3 separate regions of the Mus musculus genome follow, and regions 1 and 3 are each linked to region 2. A link is a contact called in public HiChIP or PLAC-seq and Micro-C data. All regions are on one chromosome and are shown on one strand. Each heading gives the region's core, a stretch centred on a gene start, on an enhancer-like site or on the middle of the called end of the contact. The rest is flanking DNA. Distances are from core to core; before and after follow the strand shown.

What was found. Hi-C and Micro-C count contacts between places; a contact is called where the count stands out from the background. HiChIP or PLAC-seq counts read pairs in DNA pulled down with a chosen protein or histone mark.
Region 1: an H3K4me3 HiChIP or PLAC-seq map of embryonic limb bud shows a contact between it and region 2, with 2.4 times the contacts expected there. The contact joins the enhancer-like site here to the promoter of Gdnf in region 2. A contact is called at or near these places in 4 of 39 promoter capture datasets (the 3T3-L1 cell line, hippocampal neurons and liver), 5 of 484 Hi-C or Micro-C datasets (the F1.1 cell line, LSK cells, nephron progenitors and 2 more) and 4 of 115 datasets of contacts at active chromatin or transcription factors (embryonic limb bud, embryonic midbrain, forebrain and 1 more).
Region 3: a Micro-C map of muscle stem cells shows a contact between it and region 2, with 4 times the contacts expected there. The contact joins the enhancer-like site here to the promoter of Gdnf in region 2. A contact is called at or near these places in 2 of 39 promoter capture datasets (the 3T3-L1 cell line and hippocampal neurons), 3 of 484 Hi-C or Micro-C datasets (the HL-1 cell line, the N1E-115 cell line and muscle stem cells) and 1 of 115 datasets of contacts at active chromatin or transcription factors (stem cell-derived neural progenitor cells).

Annotation. Positions count from the first base shown.
Region 1 is chr15:8,004,750-8,009,306 of GRCm38.p6, reverse strand. The region is part of intron 9 of Wdr70 (WD repeat domain 70); the gene reads left to right. Among named protein-coding and RNA genes, the nearest start is that of Wdr70, 92 kb to the left of the region's middle. Within about 2 kb of position 1,711, at least 14 of the 459 cell types and tissues checked have an H3K27ac peak or open chromatin away from gene starts, as enhancers often do. A contact at or near this core is called in embryonic limb bud, where this site is marked.
Region 2 is chr15:7,812,553-7,816,867 of GRCm38.p6, reverse strand. It overlaps Gdnf (glial cell line derived neurotrophic factor), which reads right to left and starts at 1,318. Exons shown (of 2, transcript NM_001301357.1): 1 at 1,103-1,318. The coding sequence starts at 1,253.
Region 3 is chr15:7,961,132-7,965,237 of GRCm38.p6, reverse strand. All of the region lies in intron 10 of Wdr70 (WD repeat domain 70), which reads left to right. Among named protein-coding and RNA genes, the nearest start is that of Wdr70, 140 kb to the left of the region's middle. Within about 2 kb of position 2,152, at least 32 of the 459 cell types and tissues checked have an H3K27ac peak or open chromatin away from gene starts, as enhancers often do. A contact at or near this core is called in muscle stem cells, where this site is marked.

The DNA of each region.
Region 1 (4,557 bases), core at 462-2,961, 190 kb before region 2:
TGTTGGATCAATGTTTGATAAATTCCAAGTGTTTTGTAGTTCACTATATAGTTTTACAGTTTTTAATTAACAATTTCTCTTGGCCAAGAAACATCAATACTGAATAATTCATATGTAGGGATTATAAACTGGGGAAATGCTAGTTAGCATTTTTCTTTCTTTTTGGAGATTCATATAAAAATGTCAATATAATTTTAAGATTTCAGAATAGCTATTTTTATATGGTTGTTTTAAGTTCATTAATTTGCGTGTTTATTTTTAAAGAAGAATGTGGAAGTCTGCAAGAAATTGTAGGGTATGTTTGTTTACTAGAATGCCATTAACAGGATTTGACAGAGGTAGCTTGAATTTCTTCTGGGGATTTCTCGGTCAAGGTAGTATCAGATGGACTGGTCAAGGTAGTATCAGATGGACTGGCGCAGTCCCTGCGTTTCTAAATGAACGTGTGTGCTCCCAGGACAGCTGCGGTGTGTGCTGTGTTAGCTGCTTTCTGGGGAGGAGAGTGGGAAGAATGGTGCTCCTGTGAGAAGTCATAAAATGAATTTTGTTATGGGAATGGGAATGAAAGGTGTTTACAGATTATATACTTTGTAATTCTTGAAACTCATAAATAAAGATAAAGATATGTTCTTTTTGCTTTGACGGATTTTTCCTCTCAAAGACATGGATATAATGAGAATTCTTGTCAAAATTACCAAATTTATTTGCATTGTATTTCTTAATCCATTTTTCTGTTGTGCCTTATAACCCCGACTCCACCTCTTCCTTGGACACGTGTCCTCATCTTTTGGCTCCCTGTTGCCATGAGTTAGAGTGGCAGGTTAGCAGGCACGCTTTTTAAGGAAGTGTGAAGAATGAGTTGACCTTTCTACTAGTTCTCCCTAAACTTTGTAAGTTTATACAACTCGGTTAGCTATTTCTGTCTTGTAAACTGTCCCTCCTGTGATAATGCTTCTGAAATTTATCTTGATGGAAGTGTTAGCTTTTGTTACTGCCTTTAAAATTGTGCCCCCAGTAAAACCAGCAGCTCTCTCCTGGAGAAACCTTTCCTGTTAGTAACAAAACAAAGCAGGAGAAAATGTGAAGGTTTCAGAAACTGTTGATTACTGGGTTCTCTGTAGTGGGCTGGGACCTGTTAGTTAGAATGAAACACAAGTTCTCTGTGTCAGCTTATCATGAAGCACATATGCATTATACAGGTTGGTTTATACCTCACGGAGTTCCCTGAGTCCTACAGTAACCGTCAAAAAAAGTATCTTTGTGGAAAAATCAAGATTCACAGATTATATTTTGTCCAGCAGAAATTGATGTACAAAAGTCTATCTTTACATCTAATAAGCAGAGGAGTGGACCAGCTTTTTGTTTATACTATGTAACTATGTAGTAATTACTATTTAACCTTACCCAGGCATCTTTCCTTATGTGTCCAAATAGGCACCATCTTACAAACCTTTCTCATAATCTACGTGATTTGTTATTTTTTTATCGAGTAATATAGCTTTTCCAAATTGTTTTTAGATTCCTCAATTCCTTTCTGTTTTTGCTGTAAAACTGCCTTGCCTGTCAACTAGCATGTTCATTGACAGCCTATTGCATGGGTTTAGCTAGAGACTAGATAAATGAGACAGTCCCGAGGATTTATAATACCGTAGACATTCACAAATTCTCATAAAAAAAGCAAGTAGGTGTAAGCATGCCATGTGTTACTAAGATTTACGAGGGGCCTAAAGCGGTCTGGAGGGCGCGTTTATGAGGAGTCGATGCTTAGCCTTAGCTTGGTAAAAAGAGTGGTTGTTTGTATTCAGGGAGAGGAGCGTGCTTTTTTCTTCTTTTAAAAAAAACTGACAGGAGGTTGCTCTGTGTATCCTTGGCTGTCCTGGAACTCTCTCTGTAGACCTGTCTGGCCTTGAATTCACAGATCTCTGCCTGCCTCAGCCTCCCTAGTAATGAGATTAAAACATCTACCTCCACCACCCAGCTAAGAGGATAGATACCTCTTTGGATGTAGTAAACAGCACTATATAGTATATGTATTATATATTATATTATGTATTTTATATAATATATTGTATATATTATAACAGACACACTTTAAGATGAGGGTGATGGTGCTCAGATGTATAACCCAGCACTTGAAATGCTAAAGCAGGAGGTTTGCTGCGAGTTTGAAGCCACCCTGTGCTACATAGTGAGTTCCAGACCAGCCTGGGCTCAAGTGATATCCTGTTTAAAACAACAACAAAAAACTCCTCAGTAAAACAGCAACAAAACCTAGACAGGCATAGAAAATCTGACATTATTAAATAAGAGGGAACAAAATAGAGAGCTGCGTGAGGTAGGTTCTTGGTAGACATGTTAGTCAACCTTCGCAGTTTTTTTTTTTTTTTTTTTTAAATTTTTATTTATTTTATTATTATATGTAAGTACACTGTAGCTGTCTTCAGACACACCAGAAGAGGGAGTCAGATCTTGTTACGGATGGCTGTGAGCCACCATGTGGTTGCTGGGATTCGAACTCTGGACCTTCGGAAGAGCAGTCGGGTGCTCTTACCCACTGAGCCATCTCACCAGCCCCCTTCGCAGTTTTAAGAAGGGGAAATAATGATCAGATTTATGTGAAAATGACTGTGGCATCTTTTTGTATTGGTGGTCAGAGAGGAATTTTTTGTATGTTAGGTCTGTGTTTTTGTTGTCTTTGGTGGCTGTTTTGTTTTGTTTTTCTTTTTTGAGACAGGATTTTTCTCTGTAACCCAGGCTGGCTTGGAACCGTTATGGAACCTAGCCTGTCCTAAAACTCACAGCTGTCCTCCTGCTAAAATTCTCTGTTTTTGTCAGAGAAATTTTTCAGCCCAAGAAGTGCCCAGTTGCTGCTGCTGCTTTTTAAAATGATACTTCCTTTGACTGTAAGAAGTTGAATTCTGCCCCTGAGCTGTGGCCCCACCCTGGTTCTTTTCTGCCTGTGGAGTTTCACAGATCTCTCTGTAGATGCTGATGTATGAGGCAGGAATCATTAAGTCAGTCTGTTACCTGGCTTTCCTAATAGAAAAGTTGGCACCGACAGAGGTGACTCACCACTGGTCACAGTAAGCAATTGAGAGCATCCCAATTCCTTGACATAATTTGTTTTAGATTTAGGAGATTAAAACCACCAATTCATATGTCCTTTTTTTCCAAACTGTGAATTGGGTAGTAGATAACAAAATATATGAAACCTACTGTCTGAGGATATATGGGTAGTAGATAACAAAATATATGAAACCTACTGTCTGAGGATATATGGGTAGTAGATAACAAAATATATGAAACCTACTGTCTGAGGATATATGGGTAGTAGATAACAAAGTATATGAAACCTACTGTCTGAGGATATATGGGAGACAATGATGAAGAAGATTGTTAGGCGCAGCAACTTTTTAAATGTATCAGTGAGGTCCCTGAGATCCTGAAGCCAGAATTATTTTCATAATGACATCAAACCTTCATTTGGTATTTTCTCCACTGTGTGGCCATTTGTAGTGATGCCAGGGATACAGGGAAAAGCCCTCCTGGCCCCTATCCAGGTGGTGGCAGCAGCGTGTACTGGAAGCCACTGTGTTTGCACTGCCGGGCACTTAGAGCCAAGTGGAAGAGGAGGACTAAAAGCGCACCAGTTTCCCTTCCGAGTGTCCTTGATGAAACAGTAGAAATGAGCTTCAGCACATGGCCCTCCTGCATGCTTGTTTTAGCACTCCTTCTGAGATGGGGAAGGGTGCTTCAGGACTCTGGTGCAGCCAAAGAAGGAGCCAAAGGAGCCAAAGGAGCCAAAGGAGCATTTCCTGCCAGCAGGAAAACTATCTACGTGGTGGTTTTCTCTAGTGAGCATATAGATATACATTATATATAATATATACATATATATATATATATAAATCTTTTAAAGGCTCTGTCAGGTTTTTGTCAGAGATTTTTTTTTAAAGAAAGGATGGGGAAGAGGACGAGGATGAAGACAAAGATGAAGAAGAAGTCAGATGCCATTTTAAGGAAAACAGTTGGGAGCTTTTGTGCCCACTTATTTTTTTAAGTTGAATTTAAAAATTTCAGAATTTATATCTGTGTTTGAACTTGGTAGCTGCCCAATACTAAGGGAACTTTTTAGCCTGCAGTGTTCTTTACATGAGCAATGCACAAAGCTCCGCGTCAGGCACAGTGGAGGGCTGGTTCAAGGGGCAGGATCCCACGCTACCCACACTCAAGAAGATGCCACTTTGAAGGAATCCACAACTGTCTCACATGGCTGCTAAAGTACTTCTTCTTCTGCATCTCTATGTGCGGGACTTTATTCTTTTTTTTCTTTTCTTTTTTTCTTTTTATACATGACTCTTCTATAGTCTTCCTCCTCCCCCTCCCCTCCCCTCCCCCTTCCCCCTCCCTTCCCCTTCCTCCTTGTCCTCCTCTTCTTCTAGAATTATTTATTTTATTTTAGGAATATGAGAACATTGTAGTTTTCTTTAGCATGCCAGAAGAGGGCATAGGATCCCACTACAGATGGTTGTAAGCCACCATGTGGTTACTGGGCAT
Region 2 (4,315 bases), core at 69-2,568:
ATTGACAGGTCTGGGTCTGAATTTCAAGGGACCAACTACGTTCCTTTTAAACCACAAATCACTCCCAAAATCCTTATAAAATTCTATCCCCCCCGCCCCTTTTTGACCCTTATACAAGAAGCCATTTTTGTTGTTGAAATGAAACACTTGCCACATTCTGCCTGTTTTCTTGTCCAGGGCCAAGGGTTTCTGTACGTCCTGGGCTGACTCAAGCTTTCCCTGGTGGTCATAACCACAGGGCACTTCAAATGCAAACCTTCAAAGCCACTCGTTCTAAGGGGTGAGGTGGGTGGCCGCTGAGTATTTTGAGATTGTATCAACTTTTCTGTTGCCACCTTTTAACCTAGATACTTTCATTTTCTCTGTAACTCCTTTCCTGTCTATCTGACTTTACCCGTATGGACTTCTGAGGACTGGAGGATAGGTTGTAATTGCTCGCTTCTAGAAGGCATTAGCTTTGGAGCAGTAAATCACAGACTTGTTTTAAGAGTACCCTGCGTTTGTTGTGGTTGTTGTTTTTGAGTTAGCACTGTGCATTCTGAACGTTTCTCCCTTTCAGTCCACTTTGCACTAGTCACCCTGGACTCTTCCTATAGCAGAACTCTTCTGAACAGAATTGACACTAGGCAGATGCTAGCTCTGGAAATGGAGGTCCTTCTGTGTTTTCTCTCTGGCTGGCCTTTCTCACAAAACTCCTTGCAAGTGCAGTTCAGGATGAAAATGCAAGAGGGTTTTAGCAAGGCACAGTAAAATAGCCTTAAAAGAAAGATCCTGCTGTGTATTCTTAGAGGGGCAGGGAAGTAAGGGGTTGGGGGCAATGTGTGTGTGCCCTGGTTGTGGTTGTGATGGTGGCGATAGTGGGATATTTGTTGATGAGAATGATAAAGGGACACTATTCCACATCCTCTGTATTTGCAAGGCGCCTGGAAACCCTTGGGCAGCGGCATGCAGCTGAGTACCCTTAAGGGCCTCCCAGCCCTTCCCACTTAGTGGAGAGGCGCACAACCTTCCCGGCTGGCCCGGGTGACTGCGTGCGTGCATGCTGCGGTAGGGTGCCCTGGGGTCCGCCGGATGATGCCCCCGGGGAGGGAACGGTTCTTACAGTCACTGGTCAGCGCGAAGGGCACGCGGCGGTGGCCGAGGGAGTGGTCTTCAGCGGGCGCTTCGAGAAGCCTCTTACCGGCGGGCAGCGGGAAGGCAGACGCGGTGTGGAGCAACACCAGGCAGACAGCCACGACATCCCATAACTTCATCTTAGAGTCCCGTCCGGCGGCGGCACCTGCGCGGGCGGGCAGCGGGGAAGAGAACCGCACCAGGCAAGTTAGGCTCAGACGCCCAGGACCCTGGTGCTGACTGCAGGGCAGCCTCTTCACCACTTCCCTGCCCCCCCCCCCAACCTGCTCCCAACTCACAGCCTCTCCGCCCGCACTGCTTTTGATCGGTGCTTCCCTAAGCACCCCGCCCTTGTTCTGGTTTACTGCCCGCCCATCTTCCTTCATCCCTGGTACACCCCAGGTGCAGCTCGCATTCCCAACGGGTGCACTGCTGACCACTCTTCGGTCCTCCAGCCTCCAACTTCCAGAGGTCAGATTATGGACATAAATTTATACCACAACTCCGGGCCCGTTGCTTCTACTGGCTCGCGCGACATCCCATATTCCCGGGGGGCGGGGGCGCACGGGGTAGCCCCCATCTGGCTACCTTTGCCCGGCCCTCGACAGACAGAGACCACCCTTCCCCTCCCCAGCAACTCCCATATGTGAGCTCTGGAAGCCATCCTTTCGCTGATGCAAACAACAGGCTTTTTACCTCTGGGACTAAAATCAAGCTCACCTATCTGTCCCAGGCTGGACCTTTCTTCTAACTAGGCAGGGTGTAGGCTCAGGCTTGGTGGAAACACTTGCCCTCCCTCTGTCTACCTTTTAAACATCCTGGCTAAGTGAAAGAAAAAAATGTCACCAGAACAAGTTCATGTGACTTTGCAGACTCTGGCCTGCATAAAAGTGCCAAGTTAAGTCACTTAACTTCGGAAGCATCGGTTTGGCTTAAAATACCAGTTCCACTTCTTAGGATCATTAACTCACGAACAAGTCCAGAAAGTGCCCAATAAATGTTTTACCACTGTTAGTAGGCGGCGACTGGATCTATCTTGACATTTAAAGCCCTCCGTGGTATACCCGAACACGCCCTTGATTTTAGTTTTGCAGCTTTGTGAAGTTTTGGTCCTAATTCTGTCCCTCTCAGCAGAGATGCTATCTTTCGGTTCCCCTAGCTACTCCAGGACCCAGGACCGTAGTAAGAGTCCTGAACACCGAGTCCTTTGGACTCTTAAGACCTCACATCTCTAGAAAGGAAGAAGGCCTTGCAGTCTGGGGTGAGCTTGCTAATAAAGAAGGCTATGTTCACTTGGCGAAAAGTCCCATCCAAAGAGACGGGGGAAGAGAGATTGAATCACTTCGGGTATGGTGGTACTCTGTCACTCACAAGTCCCGTTGTTCCAGCATGGGGAATTGGCTGGGGAGCATTCTCAAATCAGGTAAATCATGCATTTTGAGAAAACAGTCTTGACATTTTTAATGGGGGAGGGCAAATCAGTTTTCAGGTACACACACACACACACACACACACACACACACACACACCTCCCTGCACCTTTCCTATTAGTCTCCAGGCTTTTGCTTCTCTCTCCTTTCCGGGGTACATCCCTCCCGCCCCTCACAATCTCCACCCAGAATTCCAGTCTAGGTCCCTAGATAAGGCCACTAGGAAAGCATTTAATTCGGCTGCCACCTCCCACTGCTGCGGAGACGAATTCATTTTCCATCCCTTGGGCGTCTGTTTTCTCCGCAGCTGTTGGGTTCGGAGATTGGGAAGCGACGGAACCACACAGCTCCGGGGTTCCGGCTGCGCGGGCTGGCTCGAACACCCCAGAGGAGGGGGAAAAAAAAAGACTCCCCTGGCTCCCGCCCCTCACGCAGCAGTGCAGAGAGGCGCTTCGCGAGCGGGGAGCGGGGGGGGGGGGGGAAGGCAAGGCCTCCGGGGTGCTAGCTTTGCCAGCTCTCGGGTGCGTGCGAAATGGCTGGCAGTCCCGAGCGGCAGGGAGGCGCGGGGTTAAGGCGCGGTCCTGGATCGCCGTGCCGGTCGGCAGGAAGCGGCGGAGGCACCAGATTTCCCTTCCGCATTAAGAGGGTTTTCCTATTTATTTATTTATTTATTTATTTATCTATCTCAGTTTGGCTCACGGAAAGCTTTTAAAATTGGACATGGCGAGCCTCGATCAGAAGCGAGGCGACGCTGGCAAAGGAGGAAAACACTTGAAACATTCACTCTCTGCCTCGCCAAAGGAGACTCTCCATCTTATTGTAAGCGGGCAGCATCGGGCTTCCCGAAAGCACCCCGCCCCCAATCCCGAGGAGGTGCAGGAACACTCTTCTCTGAGAGACGCGGGACCCGCTCTTCGCTCCTCTCTGAGCCGCTCTTTAATTGGTGGCACTTGCTCCCCCCCAACACCCGGGTGGGGATGGGGTGTGCATCTCCCTGGATGCTCTTCCAAGGAGTCCATCTGGGCCCCGCCCCGCATCCCTACTTTTCTTTTTACCGATTTCTACCCTGAAGCGTTGGCCAGACCAGTTCCCGCCGCGCGTGGCCTTTGCTGCGCGTGCTTAAGGCACCGGCCCGCGCGGGGTACCAAGCTTTTACTCCGAGGTTGACTCTGCTAAGTGAACCCCATTCTCTCTCGGACTTGGAAAGCCGGTTCTACTCTGCATCTGGGATCAACTCATCCCAGCGGGGCAGAGGGATCGCTCTGTGCATTTGGGCACCAGGTGGGACCTAGGACGGGGGCTGAAGGATGCTCAGAAAAGCCGCGGTAGGGACTGCCAAATCGCCGCTCACCAATTCTGAGTTCCCGGCACCAGGGGGCACTAGAAACCGCTCGGGCCTTGTCTTCCCGCGGCGGGTAGGCTGGATTGTCATTTAAAAATATAAAACAGTAGAAGAACCAATGTTTCTACCACATATCCCCATACTAGTGCAGGGACCTATAGACGTCCTTATGTGAATCCTCACTTTTCGGGTTTCTATTCTTTGATTCTCTTTCCCCATATCCTGTCTCCTCATTTCACCTGAGGTGGTTGGCAACCTACTTTTAGACCCCCTAATCCTCTATCACCTAGAAAACTCTGCAGTGGGTGGCCGCTCCCTGCCACCAGTGCCCCCCCCCCCCCCGCACATTTTGGGGCTAGCAGGCTGGAAAGTTTGTCTGGGATTTGCTTTCAAGACCTGGTGGCCTGGGAGGAGAGTTTACTATAAATTC
Region 3 (4,106 bases), core at 903-3,402, 150 kb before region 2:
AAAAACCATGACCCAAACAACTTGGGTAGGAAAGGGTTTATTTTATTTGCCTTACTCTCCCCACATTAGTGTTCATCACTGAAGGAAGTCAGGACAGGAGCTCAAGCATGACAGAAACCTGGAGGCAGGAACTGATGCAGAAGCCATGGAGGAGTGCTGCTTACTGGCTTGCTCATCATGGCTTACTCTCTTAAGATTCAAGAATCATTGAAGAGTGATAACCCAGACTCAAATTGTATGCACAAACAAAGAGGATTTATTCAGCTGAATTTCCTGCATTCAGGGGTCTCCCCATTTGAGGGTGGAGACCCGTGGTGGACTTGCAGGGAATTCCGGGGAAGGGTATGTGTTATTTTACATTGATTGGTTAGCTCTATCTGTAGTGGTCTGACTGATTCTACAATTGGTTAGACTCTGGAGACTTCCTAGGAGGCTGCTTACTCATTCTACCTACCTATTTTTACTTTGGGCCAGATGACAAGGTATCCTTTGATTGGATGCTCATAGCTGTGGCTGGCTGACCATAGGTTCCTGAATCTGGGTTCTCATTTCTGGGAAGCAGAAACTTAGGCCTAGTCTCCCAGCCTGTCTCTGGCTAACTCAGTTCTGCTTTCTAATGGAATTTAGGACCACCAGTCCAGGGATGTCATCACCCACAATAAGCTGGGTCCTCTTCTATCAGTCACCAATTAAGAATATGACTTAGGGGCTTGCCTATTGCCCAGTCTTATGGAGACGTGGTTTCAACTGAGGTTCAATCCTCTCAGATGACTTTATCTTGTGTTTGCATAAAACTGATCAGCACAGACAACTTGCAGAAATTGTCTTTCTTCTTTCACCCTTTAGGGCATGGTATTCCAACTAGGTCTTCATGCGTGATGGAATGAAGCTGAGTATCTCACTGGGCCCTATTTATTTGTTTATTCATTTATTTATTGTTTAATGGCTTAGACATTTCATCTTTCACTAAGATTCATAAGGTCAGGAGATTTGTGCCTTAACTGATGCTTCTTTATGTCTTACAAGACCATTTATTGAGACGATGAATAAATGAATAAAAAATATCAGAGCACTATAGGTTTTGTATGTAGTTGATTTGATTCTCAGTTGCTATATTGGTCTTTTAAAATTGCTTAATCAAACTTTATTATTATCATCTGAGTGTGCTAAGAGCATTTTCAACTTGTGTTCCACAACATATGGTATTCATAAAAGATAACATTTATTAAACATTAACTTTGTGCCAGGTATGTTCCAAGTGTTTAATTCACTCACATGCTCACACACGTATATGTGTATTCATTTGATCTTTGTAGGATAATACTCTGAAGTAAGTGCTATTGTTAGCTGATGTTTCAGATAAGAATATTCAGGTACAGAAGCTAAAAATATAATGACTTTCCCAGGATTACACAGACCATAAGTGGTAGAGTCAGAAACTGTGGCCCTAGGAAATCACTTTATGAAGTGAAAAGAAATAATTTTGTGGAAATGTGCTGAAAATAACTAATTTCAAAAGAATGATGAAACTGTTTTGTCATGACTTTTTTGAATTCAGACAAAGTGAGTTATTCAGACAGGATAAAATCTCTCCTCCCCTGCCTCTGCCCTGGTTTCTTGAGACAGGATCTTGCTATGTAGCCCAAGCTAACCTTAAACTATGTGGTACAGGGTGGCTTTGAACTCATATTACTTCCCTGCTTCATATTCCTGAGTGATAGGATTGTAGGAATGTGCTGTCATACTTGTATCTAAATTAAGTATCTTACTCTTTAGCCCAGGCTGGCCTTGAATTCTCATTCACATTATGTGTGACCATAATTAGAGACAGTCATTTCATAGCCCTGTCATCAGTTCCATTAGACTATCCAAAGCATAGCTCATGATCAACTCTGGAAACCCATCTCCAGCTTTGCTCTATTTAATGGCCATCAAAGAAAGTTGGTTTGGCTAATTTTTTTTTTCCTGATTGTAAAGCTAGTCCGAATTTATTTGGACAAATATTCATCAAAAATAGAAGAGTTTATGGAGAAGATGTGTCAGCTCTAAAGACCTCGTGAAGAAATAGGAATCATCTTGTATAGTCACACAAGGGGGATGTGCCTGGCGTTTATGTGCTCGGGGGTTCTGGGCTTGTAGTTGCCTGTATAATTAGTCATCTTCTTCCTTGCTTAGGTCTAAACAGATTGGAAAGTAACACTCATTACTCAAGCATGATGGATGAAGGCCAGAATTTACCACTACTAGAGGCAGAATAGAGAAAAGGCAGAAATTCCTGTAGACTAACTCCTGCAATGGGACAGTAGTCCACAGGGATCTTAGCCAGGGCTGCTGAAGAGAGACAGGGCAGGAACAGAAAATTACTCCCGTGGGGCAACTTGTGTCTAAGACGGGGAAAGAGAGGGCTGCCAAGGCCTGCCCGGTATTCTTCCCACATTCACAAACTTTTGTTTTTCTCTTAGAGTCAAACTGTTAAACTAGCTTCATCCTAAGGGAACGGTGAATAGGGGAGTGGGCAGAAGACTGGGGTAAGAGATTCTCCCAAGGGTCAAATTGGTGGATTTGAAGAGAAGAATATAACATGGTCAGGCTTATATTTTACAAAGAATGATTCTAACCATTCTGAATGGAGAGTTATTATAAAGAGAGGATGGATCATGGAGACTGGCAGCTATTTCAGGTTCAGTTTGCTGGATGAAAATGGTGGTGTTCTGATACTTGGATGTGATGAATATTTGAGGTTAAAGTTGACACATGAGTATTAAAGATAAATCACATTAAAATATGCTTTTGTTGTTGTTGCTTGAGATAGGTTTCATATCTCAGACTAGCCTGGAAGCAGCTGTATAATCCTGTCTGGCCTTTTTCTTCCCAAGGGCTGCAGTGACTTAGTGTACACCAGCACTGTCAGCCATAAATCATGCCTTACAAAATAAAATAGATGGCCTTAATTTGGAAAATGATTGTGTAAATCACACTTTATTGTCTCCTGTCATATTACTTAATGCTCTAATTGTAAATAGACGCAGGTAGCTGAGAGTTTGGATCCCAGTAAATGGAGAACACTTGCCTTGATTTTGTGCTTCTTAGCTGATTTTTGAACAATTTTTATTTTGGTTATTATTTCAACCAGTAATATGGGATAATGCTCAGTAAAACTAACCAACTGAATAACTAAATAAAAATCTTTTGGCATTTTTTAAGGCACAAGTAAAGTCCTTTGCAGTTGTCTAGGTAAGGCTGTTCCAGTCCTCTGTCTAACATGGCTGGACTCTGCTGAGGGCTGTAGTTTCTAGAAGGCCTACATGAGGGAGGGACACCTCTGTCTCAGACAGATACTTCCTGAGGCATGTTTCTCAGCTGCAGGACATCTCTGATTTATTTTGTAAGCTGACAAGGCCAAACATTACTGTTTTAAGCATTATAAACAAAACAGTAAATGTTAAATGTTCATTTAATAGATGCACTAGTAGGGCATTTATATACAGAAAGCAGAGACTGAGCCAAAACTGTGAAGGGGTTCTCTGGTGTGCCTGTGTGCATTGGGCTTAACCTGCTCTTTGATTGGTCGCCACAGGAGGGCTGCAGCTGCTGGGGAGCTTGCTCAGCACTTAGTGCTCAGTGCTCTGCGAGTCCTCTCAGTTTCTTTTGTTGTGTTTTCTTTCTGCTGATTACCCAAGACTTAGTAAGTGGTCACATTTCTTGCAGCTTCTCAGAAACTTTGTATGTTAGAGTCAAATTAAAGGTTTAACAAAACTCTGTTAAACCTCAATGCTTCCAAATGTTTTAACCGTTTACCAGTTGTCTTTTGTTGTTGTTTGTTTTGAGACAGGGTTTTTCTCTCTAACCTTGGCTGTCCTGGAACTTCTTCTATGGACCAGGCTGGCCTTGAACTCACAGAGATCTGCCTCCCTCAAACTCCTAAGTGCTGGACTGAAGGTATTTGGCACCACTCCCAGCTCAGGTTTCTTTATAGATAGCTGTCGCTTTACTGTGGTCACCGGTGTTCTGTGGGGGAAGAGCACTGATGGGCAGAGAGCTAGTAGTTAAGGATCCAGCATAGATTGACTAGAGAGCAGTGCTCTGTGAAGCTGTACATCTTACAT